Regions from separate parts of the Anas platyrhynchos genome. Here region 2 is linked to region 1. The links are chromatin contacts, called in public Hi-C maps. All regions are on one chromosome and are shown on one strand. The core of a region is the stretch at or near the end of the contact, and the rest is flanking DNA. Distances in the headings are between cores, read along the strand shown. Region 1 has its middle 5.2 kb from the start of TP53INP2. Region 2 holds the start of GGT7 (gamma-glutamyltransferase 7).

Evidence for each region. Hi-C and Micro-C count contacts between places; a contact is called where the count stands out from the background.
Region 2: a Hi-C map of skeletal muscle shows a contact between it and region 1, with 1.8 times the contacts expected there. The contact joins the promoter of GGT7 here to the enhancer-like site in region 1. A contact is called at or near these places in 2 of 8 Hi-C or Micro-C datasets (skeletal muscle and subcutaneous adipose tissue).

The regions. Positions count from the first base shown.
Region 1 is chr21:9,659,436-9,666,218 of IASCAAS_PekinDuck_T2T, forward strand. No RefSeq gene overlaps it. Among named protein-coding and RNA genes, the nearest start is that of TP53INP2, 5.2 kb to the right of the region's middle. Within about 2 kb of position 2,661, at least 5 of the 8 cell types and tissues checked have an H3K27ac peak or open chromatin away from gene starts, as enhancers often do.
Region 2 is chr21:9,753,044-9,759,826 of IASCAAS_PekinDuck_T2T, forward strand. GGT7 (gamma-glutamyltransferase 7) reads right to left here and starts at 3,572. Exons shown (of 15, transcript XM_027473195.3): 1 at 3,310-3,572. The coding sequence starts at 3,526.

The sequences.
Region 1 (6,783 bases), core at 1,411-3,910:
GCAACATGGGTTTTGCAGGAGAAGCAATTCTGCAAGAGCTTTTTATCTAAGTGTGTGAGGGTTCAGAGGTGAAGAGGTTCAGAGGCAGAAAACCACAAGTTCTCCAAAACATGCCCTTTCTGGTGTCATTGCCTTCCTTCAGATGAGACCAGGAAAGCTCACTGAAATGAAACTTCTGTGTTTGGCCCACCTGGGAAGAGAGGTGGCAGAACTGCTTGGGAGGCTATTGCTTGGACCTGGGAATGCTGATGCAGGGCTAGGTGAAGGACATGGTATGGCTGTGACCCCTCCCAAGAGCCCCCCGTGCCTGACTCCATCCCCCTGCTATGGATCAGCCCCCAACAACCTCCTTGCTTGCTCTCCTTGCTTGGGTGGGCTTGCAGGGGGGCATGAGCCCTGCGAACCCTTGCACCTGGCATAGTGCGTCCCCTCCTGCTCCCAACCTCACCTCTCCGGCCCCTTCTCATGGTGGTATGCACGGGTAAGGGCAGGGAGGGAGGGGCTGGTGCTTTTTGTGAGAGCTAATCTACAGCACCATGACACGGTGTTTATGAAAGAAGTGATTAACCGTGTGGGCAGAGCCCCGCGGCCCAGCGGATCAAGGAAGGTCTGGTCACCGGGCGTGTTTGTGTCGCTGACCTTGCAAAACCAGCTTCCTCGGTGGCCGAAACTGCAGCTGGAGATGAGGAAGAAATCGGGGGCAGCGGTGCTGTCAGGTGAAGCACCTCTTCATAACCCCTGTGCACTCTGTGTCAGAGATGCCTGGCAAAGTATTTACCTCGGATCTGTGAATAAAGCACGCTGACAACCCCAGCTGATGGGGCCAGCCTCGTGCTACAGGTGTGACCTGCTCACAAGACCGACCCGATGGCAGCAGGCAGGCTGGGACCCGCAGCACGTGCGGGGCTCCAGTGAGCCCTGAGGACCTCGAGGGCTCTTGGGCTTATTTCAAGGAGACTCGCCTACCACATTTCAAAGCCTCCACACCAAGACCTGTCAGACACATTTTCTGCCATTGTCTCATTCCTCATCCTTAGGGGGAGGTTTTGTTTCTTAATCCGAGGAGCTAACAACCAGAAATCACCAAATCTCAGGAAGGGGCAGAGCTGTGGGATGCCGGTGCCCAGACGGAGCCGCAGGCCCAGGCCCAGGGCTGCCCGTCCCCTGCCCCGAGAGCCACAGCCCCGGGTCACCACATTGAGCATTGCGGGGCGAGGCTCTTGCCCCTGAGGTACCACTGCCGGGTAGAGCTTTTACAGTGCTGTAAAGTGCTGGAAAACTGCAGGGTTTCCCAGTCGGTGCTGTGAATGGAGCTGAACGCCCTGCCCTGGAGAGGAGCCCTGCCTGCGGGCCCTGCGGGTGGTGACCTGCCAGCTTGCTCCGTGCTGAGCTGGGGCAACCAGGCCCCCTCGGGGCACGTCTGTCTGCGAGGGGTGCTCAGCTGCATGCCAGGCTGCCCGCACTGCAGCTGGGGGCCTGGACTGGTTTTGTCTATATTTAGTGCATTTTTCAGATAACCCTCTTGTGCTATTTTTGGGCTGTGTGCTGACTTATGGCCCTTGCTCGCTCTCGTGCTCTGATGCATCACAGGTTCCAAGTTTTCAGCATTGTCCAATACCCAAATGTTTGGAAGGGGGTTGAAGAGAAGGCAAATGGGTTTTTGGGTCCTTTTATTAGTATTCAAAAAAAAATAAATAAATAAAATAGAGAGAGAGAGAGAGAGAAGAATGTTTTAAGCCCCCTTTTCTTCCTAGGGTTTTTCAGCAGAAATTCAAAGCCTGCCTGGCTCCACTGTCCCCAGAGCTGTTGGTGGGGCTGGGGTCTGGTGCACAGGAGGCAGCTGTGCAGCAGTGCCCCATCCAGCAGACTGAAGTGCTGTCTTCACCACAGTTGCTTAAAATGCATTGTGGCATGGCTTTGTATGCTTATTTCATTTAATACCAGTGCAACCAAGATAAATCAATTATCTTTGCTAAAGGTGAAGCAAAAACCTTTCTTCCAAAAATGCCATGAAAGGCCTTTACTGCTTTCCTTCCTTCCAAGGAGACTTTCAGTAGGAGCAGCAGAAACCTGGGCTTCAGGGTGTGGGGTAGCAGTACATCTGCTGCTTGGGTGGGTTTGGAATGAAGCTTTTCCTCCACATTCATCATGGAGAGGGCTCTGAGGGCCACACTGGGGCTTGGTCCCTGTGGGGGCAGCCTTTGAAAGCTGCTGGGGCTGGGCTGGGTGACAGCCACACTGGGTGGGAGCTCTCAGCTGGCAGGGCAGGGGTGTCTGCCAAGGCCCAGTGGAAAAGCCTGGGAGCAGAACCCTTCCAAGCAGCCCATGATGTACGCTTTTTAAGGTCAGCGCCTCGGAAAGCTCTGTGCTGGGGCAGATCACAGCCCCAGGTGCAAACTGACAGGCACAGATGCTGGGTCACCCTCTTGGGGCCATTAAAGCTCGCTGCCAAGCCAGACCTCTCTGAGGTCTCCAACAGCATCTGCGGCATGCAAGGCTGTGGGGAGCAGGCGCCCAGCGTCGCTGGGGGATGGTGCAGTGCTGCTGCAAGCAGAGACATGGACATGTCCCAGGCATGAGCACTGCGGGTTCAGCCCAGCACTGAGCCCTGGGATGATGAACCCAGGCAGATCCAGGCCAAGCAAACACTGTTCATGTGCTTCAGCCATGCCTTGTGCTTGATCTGCAGCCAGGATGTGAATGGACTGCGACAGTCAGCGACCCACACCACGATCAGGGGCTGCATGTATTTGTTTAAAAACTCCTGTGTGTGTGAAAGGTTTTGGGATGGTGCCCAGACAGCAAAGACTCGCCCCTGTCCTCTGGTACCCTCCAGTCTGGAGCCCCATCACCAATGTCACTGTGACCCTGCCTCCCCTCCCAGCTCCCCGCAGAGAGGTGCTGAGGTTCTGCCTGGCCTCACTCATCTGGGGGAGGGTTTTTGAAAGGCCTGGGAGGCCGCCAAGGCTTTTGCTCCTCTGCCAGCAAGCTCCATGGTGTCAATTCCCTCCCCATCCCTGCGGTAACACAAGCTGTGCCTGGCAGGGCTGGCCCAGGGCTGGCAGCACCCAGGCACCCAGGAAAGGCCAGCGCTGTCCCCAGACAGGACAAAGGTGAGAGACGAGACTGGGACTCAGCCCTCCTGCTGAGTGTCCTTCATTTCTCCCAACCCCTCTGTGACCTGTGGGTGTCGCAGCCCTGCGACTGTCAGCTCTTGTCAGGCACAAGCTGCACCGTGCTGGGATGGGACATTTTTCCATGGAGGCCCTGGTGTGACCGTGACCCGTGGTGCTACTCCCCCAGTGCCTTCACATGGCCTTGGGGACAACCCTGGAAGCACAACTGGCCCTGGGAGCACAGAGGATGGAGCAGAGTGGCCGTGCCGCAGGCGGCTGCACCCCCTGGCACTGCAGTATATGGCCGTGCTGCTCTGCGGGTGCCAGCCCCATCTGGGATGTGGCCCCGACTTTCTCACCATGGTTGAGCTGCTGAGGTGGGTGTGGGGAGGATGGGGCATCTATAGCTGCCCTCCCGTACTGGGAGCTCTCTTGGCTTTAAGCCCTGGGTGGCACCGGGGGCACAGACACATTTCTCTGTGAGCAGCAGGCAGAGGAGATCTCCTGTCCTGGTGTCCCTCTGTCTCTGTGGGTAGCTGTGCTGTTAGGCTCCAAAGACTTTGCTCAGTGCTAGCATAAGGCCTTTACTGCAGCCACAGGAGCTCATCGAGGAGGAAAGTCCCCACAAGGGGAGCTTGCTCCAGGCTCACCATCAGCTCCCCAGGTCCGTCCCCCACTTTTCACACCTGGCTGCACAATCTTGATCAAGAAGCACATAAAAAGCTGCTAAACAGGGTCCCCAGACCAAAGCACTCTGCACAAAGAGAACCTCACTGACCTGCTCATGGGCAGCACATGGAAAAATTGCCCCATGTCTGCTCCGTCCTTCACTTGTTGCCCACAGACAGCAGCTGCCCTGAGTGTTGCAGGCTGAAGATGGTACGGAAATAGTGAAGGTGAAGTCACTGCAAGGACAGACATCAGCACAGCTGAGGAGCCTGGGCACTGCCTGGAACAGATCCTCCCAGTTTGTTATTTAAAGATCAGGGTTGATCTGAGTGCTGGATAAACATCCCCTGTCCCAGGGACCTGCTGCAGCACCAGCCCTGTAGAGTGCAGGAAAGTCACCACTGAGGAAGAGGAGCAGGTGATCCAGAATGCCCAAAGGAACAGCTTTGTGTCCATGCCAGAGCTGGGCCATGGCACCACGGCACCATGGTGCCACGGCGGTGGCCAGAGCAGTGTCCCCTGTGGCCAGCAGCTGGGGGAAGGCACGGTGTGGCTCTGTGCTGAGGGGTGGGGGGCCAAAGGGAAGGGGCAAGCCTGGATCACAGCAGCAAAGCGAACTGCTGCTGCGGGACATACCGCTCAGCCCACGCTCAGCCCTCGCCGAGCAGGCAAGGCTGGGCACGCACAGAAGAGCGATTTCCTCACCTTTAATTCTCCCAGCCCTAGGAATGGAAGACTGAGGCTTCATTTTATTTGCTCTTAACTGTCCTGGCTTGAATTCGAGTGTCGGTAGCTCCTGCCTCCTGGGACAGCGAGTGATTTAAAATAAACTGGTGCACACCAGTGAGCAGGCTGAGCTGACGGATGGGCCAGCAAGCTCTCGGTGCCCGCCACAAGCATGCGGGTGCTGCTGCCAAGAGGCGTCCTCCACGGACACTGCTGCTGCGCGTCCTGGCCCAGAGGCACCCTCTCCTCAGTGTGAGTGCCTCTCGGTCACAGCCCCAGGGCTCCAGCTCGGACAGGCAAGCCACGAGCAAATCCATGCTGAAATTCCAGCAGGGCAGCCTGGCCAGACGGCCGGGGCTTTGCTTTTTGTTTGGCTCAGCCCCGTTCTTCACTCCTGCCTTGTTAGGACCAAGCTTCTCCTGCCTGGCTGGGTCCAGCTCTCAGCTCAGCGCCGTTCTCCAGCTTGCCCAGCATCCAAAACCTCATTGTGCACAAGACGAATATGTGGCTAGAGTCAAAAGAGACAGAAACGCTGTTCTGCAACAGCTGACTGTTGCAGGTTGCTGGATTGACCCAAGCTGGAGGTGCAGAGGCAGCCCCATGAAATCCTGGCCTGACCTACCCTTGCCCAGTGGCTGCAGCACAGCACGGCCAGGCTGGGACCCTGCCCAGGGTCAGCTTGGCAGGATTTGGCCCTGACATTAACGAGGCCCAGCAGGGTGGGCAGGGGCCTGGCACCCAGGAGGGCAGGATGCGGGGCTCCTGTCCCCGAGTACAGCACGTCCTGGAGCTGCTGCACTTCACCAGGTGGCTCCTTAGGAAGGGATGGGCACCTCCTGCACTCAGGCTGTGGGCACTGGGGGCATGGCTCCCTTTCCCACAGGGACAGCAGCCTGCAGCTGCAGTGTCACCTTCCAGGCTGGGAGATGTCAGCAGCACGGCTCTGTTTGCAGGTGGCTCTGTCCCTCGTCACTTCTGATGCTACTTTGTGACACGGAGCTGGGCCTGAGAGTTCCCCCTCAGCCTTGTCCTCCCAGTCCTCCCCAGGAGCAAGGACCTGGGAAGGCAAAATTTCCCAGCTACTTTCCTACCACCCAAAATGATTTTACCAAGGCTGGAGGGAAAATATTGCTCGCTTCCCCTCCGGGCTGCTGCTGTTACCAACCCACCTTCCCTGGACGAGCGCCAGTGCAGCCATCGGACACCTCATCCGTGCAGGCAGCGCCCCTGGCTGAGGCACACACCCCAAAACTGCCTCGAGGAGAATTGCTGGGCTCATCGTGACAGCTCCCGTTTCCTCCTGTCCCAAAGCCAAGCAAGAAGCCAGTAGAAAACAAGACGTCAATCAAACAGGCACTGAGTCAGAGAACTCCCGGCCAGGGTCAGGCGGGGATGCTCGCGGGGACGTCCTGGCAGGGGGTGTTTGGGGCTCTCTGCAACCTCCCTGGCTGGGAGAGAAACCCCACCATGGGTCATGCGGGTGCAGAAGGTGGCCAGCACATCCCCCCTTGGCTGCCCCAGAGCACCTGCCTCTCTGGGCAACCTCCCAGGGCCCAAATCTTTTGCAATCCTTGTTTCAAAAGATGTTTTGTCACTGCCTGGCAGAAAGCTGATGACCTCTCACACAAATGAATATGGGGACAATTGACCCAAACTCCAAATACAGAGCAAGTCTTTTTTTATTTTTTATTTTTATTTTTTTCTTTCCCAGAGAAGTGTAAATATAACACCCAGACTTATTTCAGCTGAGTTCACCAGCTGATGTTGCGCATTTTCTGAGCACTCTCACAGTTATTTGCTGTAGGCAAACTGCTTCACTACTGGAAACCCATTCTCAGAGCCTGCAGCAACCCCAGGCCCTGGGCTGCAGCTCTGAACACCCTGGACCATTCCCATCCCAGGTGACAGGCAGCTCCCTGGGGACAAATGTGCAGTCTGAAGCCTGCCTGCCTGCTGCTGCACCCAGGGCAGAGCTTTCCCACATCCTCAGGTACCTCATGGGCCGTAGGCATATAAGTGAAATAGGTAGGCTTCTTGGGGCTGCAGGGCTGTCCCATGGCTGTGGCATCTGTCCCCTCCACCCCTCAGCCCCTTGCTCAGGCTGGGGTCTTGTGTCCAGCCCCAGGAACAGCTTGAGGTGTCCCCAGGGAAGGATTCATCCCCAGTCTTGAAATAAGAGTGAGCAGAGGCAGAGCTCCCACTCACAGCCAGCACACCTCCTGTTCTGGGGCTGCGGCTTGAAGGGCCAGAGCAAAAGTGAAGAAAACAAGGA
Region 2 (6,783 bases), core at 2,322-4,821, 95 kb after region 1:
AAAAAAAGATGGAATTTTTCTCCATTTTAGTCTGTTAACAAGCTTCCAGGGACGGACCCATTTGGATGGCTGACTTGCAAACAGGTCTCAGAAATGCATCAAGACTGAAGAAGAGGAAATTCAGATTTGAAAGAGTAGCAGCCTTATTTGGAGCTATGCTTGAGCATCTGAGCAAAATAGAGGCCCAGGCACAGGAAACATCCACTGAAGCATGACGAAGTGGGGGCAGAGAAGAGCAAACCTGCAAATTGGACCTCAGCGGGTCCTCCAGGCCTGGCTGCAGGACAGGCTTTGCTTGAATTCCTTCCTCTGGCTGACGAGATCCCCTACGAGATCCAGCTGCGTGCTGAATGCCCAGGTGGTGAATGCAATGGGAGAGAGTTTGGCCAGGCAGAAAGCAAGTCTCAGGGTGACCAAAAAGATCCAAAACATACCTTGACTCTGCCCAGATCAGCTGCTGCCTTTGAGGTAGGGAGGAGGCCTGCTGAGCATACCCAGACAGCACCGAGTGGGCTGTCCCTGATGGTCACCACCCGGCCCCGATCGGCTCAGGGCAGCCAGGAGGTCCTGGGGCTCCCCAAAAACAAGCAGGGCAGGAAGAGGAGCACTCAGCAGCAAGGGCGAGGTGCTCAGGACTGCTCCCCACCAGTCTGCAGCGGGGCTGGCCTGGACTGGGGGACCGTGAGCTGCTGGGGCCCAGCAGGAGTTTGGGGCACAAACCTGGAACTTTGGCTGGGGAGATGAAGGCTGAGGGGTCCCTACAGCCCAGCTCGTCACTCGCTCAGCAGACATCCAAGGGGTGGTGATGGTGGTGGCAGGGTTGTGTGCCTGTCCTGGGGCCGTTCTGTTCTGGGGACATTTCTGGATGTGGTGACAAGCAAGCAGAAAGCCCCACAGCCCCGTTGCACCTCTGCCTCCTCTGTCAGAAGCACCTCCCTGGGGGCTGCCACCCTGTCCTGTGACAGTACCACAGGGCCATGCTCAGCCCCAGGCAGGTCCCTGGGACCAGGCAGGGGGGTGGCAGCTCTAATTTCAGTAGCGCTGCGACCCCACAGCCAGAGAATCCCCTTGGAGTGAGATTAATCCCCTTCATACCACAGGGACCCAGGAGCAGAGCTGGGAAGGCCACAGAATTGTCACCTCTGGTCTGAGCACGTGGAGCTGCAGTGTGTGGGCAGAGGGACCCAGCTGAGGGCAAAGTACCCCAAACACCGGCTACATGCATTGAGGCCCTGATGCAAGGACGTGGTCAAGCATCGCTCATTGGTGGGAAGCAGAGAGGAATTTCTTTCCTCTGCACTTCCACACAGCCTTTGCTCGTGTTTTTTTTTGTTTGTTTGTTTTTTTCCCTTTCCCTTTTACCTTTAGTTAAATTGTTTCATTAATAATATTTTTCCCTTAATAATTATTTTTCATTTAATAAAATTATCCTTATTTCAGACCGTGAGTTGTTTGTTTCTTTCCTTTTCTTCTTCCCCTCCTCTTCTGAGGGGGTGAGAGAATGGTTGTGGTGGAGCTCAGCTGCCTAGCAAGGTAAAACCACCACACACGTGGACAGCGTGGCCATGATTTGGCAGGAAGGGGCTGGTCTGGAGCACAGAGGGCAAGAAGCATCCTGTGCAGTTAATGTGCAGGTGCCTGTCCCAGCACCCAGTGTTCCCCCTTCTTCCTTGCAAGAGAAGCCACCAAACCCTACTTGGCTTCCACAGGAGCTGTGGAGGAGGCCTGTTTTCTTGTGGGAACCGGCGCTGTGGGGACACAGGACCACCTTGGCTCAGGACATGCTGCGGTGGGGCCAGCAGAAGCCAGAGCTGTTTGCATGCCCCAGTGGGCGCTGCAACGTGGCACTCTGCAGTCCTTTGGGGTGGTTCTCCCCATCACCAACAGCACAACAGTGTACACCCCTGTTAGTGAGACCATCTGTGTGGCAGAAACCAAAGGTCTGGATTACCTCCCCTATGGGTTTGGCAGATGATGTGGCATGAAGAAGCATGGATGGCTTTTGCAACACACACACGATGTCAGATGAGTGCGAGGCTCCACGTGGCAGCACAGGAAATGCAGTTCTTCCAGGTGGCACCTGGGGACACCAAGTGCTCGGAGTGGAGACTTGCACCTGGCAGGACCCCTGCAGAGCCCAAACCACAAAAACCTCTGCTTGTGCCCCACACACAAAACAAGAGATCTCGTGCTACTCCTGCCATACTGCCCACGGCAACTTCACCTTGCAGGGTCCAGTCACAGGGGAGTACTGGGAGGAATGGGATGAGGACAATGAAAACCACTTGGACACAGTGAGATGAGGCCTAGGACACGGTACGAGTGGCGCTGACATCCACCTGCAGGTTATCGAGCAGTCCAGGAGCTGCATGCACTTGGCTGCGGAGCAATTTGTGACCAATTATTGTCACTCCTCAGACCCCAAATCCTGCTCCCTCAGCAAATGGGTCAGAGCAGGAGCAGGCCCTGGGACTAACGAAACCAGGGGCAGTGAACTGCAGTCAGTGGTGCTACACAGGGAAGAGCTCAGGGCTTGTGGTAGAGTTACCGGGGAATCTTAGGCAGCGAAGGCCTATGTTGCTTGTGGAAACATGACATGGAGCAGAAAAAAAAATACTCTGGACTATTTACAAGAAAGCAATAAAATAAAAACAGGCAAAAATGTTTTCTCAAGGATGAAAGGTACACCTGGCTTTATTAAAATCATGCATCTGGCAGGAAGGAGTGCTAGCTCTTTGCCCAAGTCCTTGTATCTGCTGCTAACACCAACTTCCAGGGCAGTCCCAGTGCCTGCTACTCCAGGCATGGCCCAGCAAGAGCAATGAGGGGCTCTGCAAGGACTGGGAAAAATAAGGAGGTGGGAGCCCAGCAAGCTCCTGCGTGCTGTGTACAGCACCAAGGCCAGGAAGGTACCACTCAGCCCCCCTGGAGCACATGGCCGAGGCAGACAGGACGAGCAACACCAGCTGTTTGCAGTGGGAAAGGCTGAAATGTGGATGCGAGCTGTGAAATGAATGAGACGGAGCCGTGGTTTGATGGCATCCCCCACGCCGATCCGCTCTGCCCGGGCAGCGAGGCGGCAACGTGCGGCAGCCCCCAGGGCCCTGGGGTCGCCGTGGCTCGGCCGTGCCGCCCGCAGCTCGGAGGGGAACGCGGGGGGAGACGGCAGCGAGCCCGGGGAGGCCGCGAGGGAGCGGGCGGGGGGGGAGGTGGGTGGGTGCCGGGTTGACCTGGCGGCCCTGGCACGGCGCGGGGTTGGGGGGCGCCGCGGGGGCCGGGAGCATGCGGGGCCGGGCCGCCGCCCCTCACCCGTGTCCTGCTCGCCCAGGAACGCGTCCTCCTCCTTCCGGGCTCGGAGGCCGCCCTCGGCCGCTCCGCCCGCCTCCTCCTCGGGCAGGCGAGGGAAGCTGGTGATGCTCATGTAGTCCACGGGGGAGTAGGCGCCCAGGGCGCGCTGCCGGCCCCCCCCCGCCGCCGCCGACTCCGCTTCAACCGCGGGCCCCGCCGCGCCCCCCGGTGCCGCCATCCCGCCCGGCTCCGCGCTGCCGGAAAGGGCCGGGCCCCGCCGGGCTCCGCTCAGAGGCGGCTCCGCAGCGCCCCCAGCCCCCGGGCCCCGCCTGACGAGACCCGGGAAGGGCCCGGAGCGGCCTCCGTGCGCCCCCCGGCGAGGGAGCGAGGCCGGGCCAGAGCTCAGAGAGGGGGTGTGCTGCTTCAGGGGCTGACCTAAAAAACAGCGATAAATTGACCATAAATAATACATAAATAAATAAATAAGTCTTCCATTGGAGGTGGAAGAGGTCGCTTCGCTCTGGGCTGACCAAAGCACTGTGCTAATGAGTTCCCTGTGCCCCCATGCCGACGCGGGGCTGTCTCAGCTTGATGCGTGGTGCTTGGCTGCTGAATCTGCAGAATTCAGCCTTTGCCCTGGTTAATCCTGGACAGCTGCTGCTTTTGTAAGCAGAACACGTTGCGTGATGACGGGCTGTTGGCCCTGGGAAGTCCCCCGGGGTACGTGCCCCATTTGCCTCCAAGGAGCTAGCTAATGCCCCCTGCCCTTCTCAGGCTCAAGCACACGAGGATCTCTCCTGGCTTGCTCAACGCTCCCTCATGCAGACAGATGCACACCTAACCATTGCTGGGGCAGGGGTTTTGCTCATGCAGAGGGGATGATGGGCACAACCAGATAAAGGCTCACGGGAGGATTGTTTGGCTTTTGGAAGCCCCTCTCAGCCTGCTTTGTTTTCACAGATCTCTCCAGTCTTCCCATCCCCAGGAGTTGGAGGGGGTCCCTTCCCCACCACAGCATCTCCTCCAAGGCTGGGAACTTCGTGCATACTGCATCCTCCTACGCTCACTGGCCTGATAAAGTATTAACAGACATCTTGAAATTCAACACCCTAGGAAGTAGAATCATAGAATATCCCAAGTTGGAAGGGACCCACAGGGATCATCAAGTCCAACTCCTGGCACCACACAGGTCTACCCAAAAACGCAGACCATATGACCAAGAGCATAGTCTAAATGCTTCTTAAACTCCCAACAGGCTTGGTGTCATGACTGCATCCCTGGGGATCCTGTTCCAGTGTGTGACCACCCTCTCAGTGAAGAGCTTTTTCCTGATATCCAGCCTGAACCTCCCCTGTTGCAGCTTGACTCCATTCCCTCAGGTCCTATCACTGGTCACTGAAGAGAAGAGATCAGTGCCTGCCCCTCCACTCCCCCTCATGAGGAATCTGCAGACTGTGATGAAGTCTCCCCTCAGCCTCCTCTTTTCCAGGTTGAACAGGCCAAGTGACCTCAGCTGCTCCTCGTACGCCTTCCCCTCTAGGCCCTTCACCGTGTTAGTAACCCCGCTGTCCCAGAAGTTCTCAGTGTCATCACCAGTTGTCTGGTCTGAGACATGATTTAACAGTGCTTGAAGACACAGCTCTACTTCACGCTTCTTGGGTTTTCTTGACCCTGCTTGGCCCAGACCAACCCAACTCTAGCCCCTACTAGTCTTATGTTTGCTGGTGAACCACACCAAATAATTTCTGTCACCTGCATATGGCTGAATCCCAGCAAGCTGCAAGCACAGCCTTTGGAAGCTTGGAAATCAATCTGGGAAGATGCAGATGACACCTCCGTGGAGCAGACAGAGACTCTGAAACCTCATCGGTGTGCTCCATCCTCAAGAGACACTGTTTGATTTAAGGACATCCCAAGCTCCATTAAACAAAGTGATGTCCGTAAAATTCCTTTGCTGGACCAAAACTACAGATAACAAACATACCCCATGCTGTGTACTCAGCCGTAACTGCTGCAGAGCTACACCACACTGACAGCAGCTGTTACAGCTAGGGTCAGACAGCTCTAGAAAGACCACCAAAAACTTCTCTGCCAATTCCACACAAGATCCTTGCCTCACAATCAAGTCAGGGAATACCTTCCTCGTGCTCCTTCCTGCCAGGGACCCACAGCTTTTTGCTGAGAGCCAAACTGATATTCCTACAGTGCTGCATCCAGCAGCGAATTTCACAGAGCCTGCAAAGAGTACAGCCTCCTCTCTGCACCATCATGTGGACCCTGAAGGATGTGGCCTCCTGATGGAACTGTGTCCCAACAGCTGCAGCTTGCACAACTTAGCTCTCTGACTTCTTTTCTCCACTGGTCACAGCTCCACGGCAGCAGACTCCCACCAGCCATCAGCTTAATCACCAACTCTTCAAGGAGCAGGAAGAGCAAAGCAAGCATGCTCATGGTGCCAGTACCAAAATTGCTGAGCACAACGGTGCTGCCCAAACCCACTGCACTGCCTCATCCCAGCTGTTGCTGTTTTTCATACTGCCACCTTCATGTTTTCTCCTAGACCATTCCTCTGTCAGTCACCTGAGGCTCTGCAAAAATACCTTGTTTTTACAGTGCTCATCACTGAAGGATGCTCAGCTCCACTCTGTAGGCTGCCCCTTCCCCTTGGGCTTCTCGAAGTTGACCTCCCTTCTTTCAGGGCAGATGCCATGAGTTTAGTTCTCTTAGAGACCAGCACTAGAGGAACTTGCTTCCAGCCACTGAGGTACTCCTTAAAGCAGAAACCTTAAGAGGTTAAAAACTTGCCATTTAGCAACTGCAGTCACCAACAGAAATTACCAGGAGCTTCGAGGAGATCCAAAAACCAATGTCTTTTCCACGTGGTCACAGTCCTCAACAGAGGATCCTCCTCAGCTCAGGCTGGCAGCTTCTGTCCAACATAATAGTAGAGAACTGCAAAGACCAAGAAACTTAGCTGGTGGGGCTGTGAGCAACTGAGGAAAAGGCAGATAAGCAACCCTCCTGTTTTCCACTCTTTCACTCTGCAGGTTTTACAATGGTGCTTGAAGTCATGCCCTGGACCTGACAGGGACATGCTGCAGTGCAGCTCTGCCATGCTTGTGCGTCGCCATGCAGGGGCTGAAGAGGCAGAAGAGCTTATACAGAGGCAACACGTGGCTTAACCTTAATCACCCATTAAAGCATGGATATAAGCATTAGCTACCTACTTACACAAGAAATGTTTCTAACCACTTTTGAAAGCATTGCAGTCAAGCCTACAATAAAAGAGACCTAAGAATCCCAGAGAACCGCTAGCTAAAGTATTTATCAAAGTTAAAACTCCTAATGGAATCCCACACTCCCAACATTTTGCAGAACTTCAAAGACCAGAGCATACAGAAGCTCCACAGTGGATTATTCAGGCCACATTTATTACAGCATTTCAAGTATACAGTGATGTTACTGGTGGCTGAGAACAGCTAAGATGCAAACAAT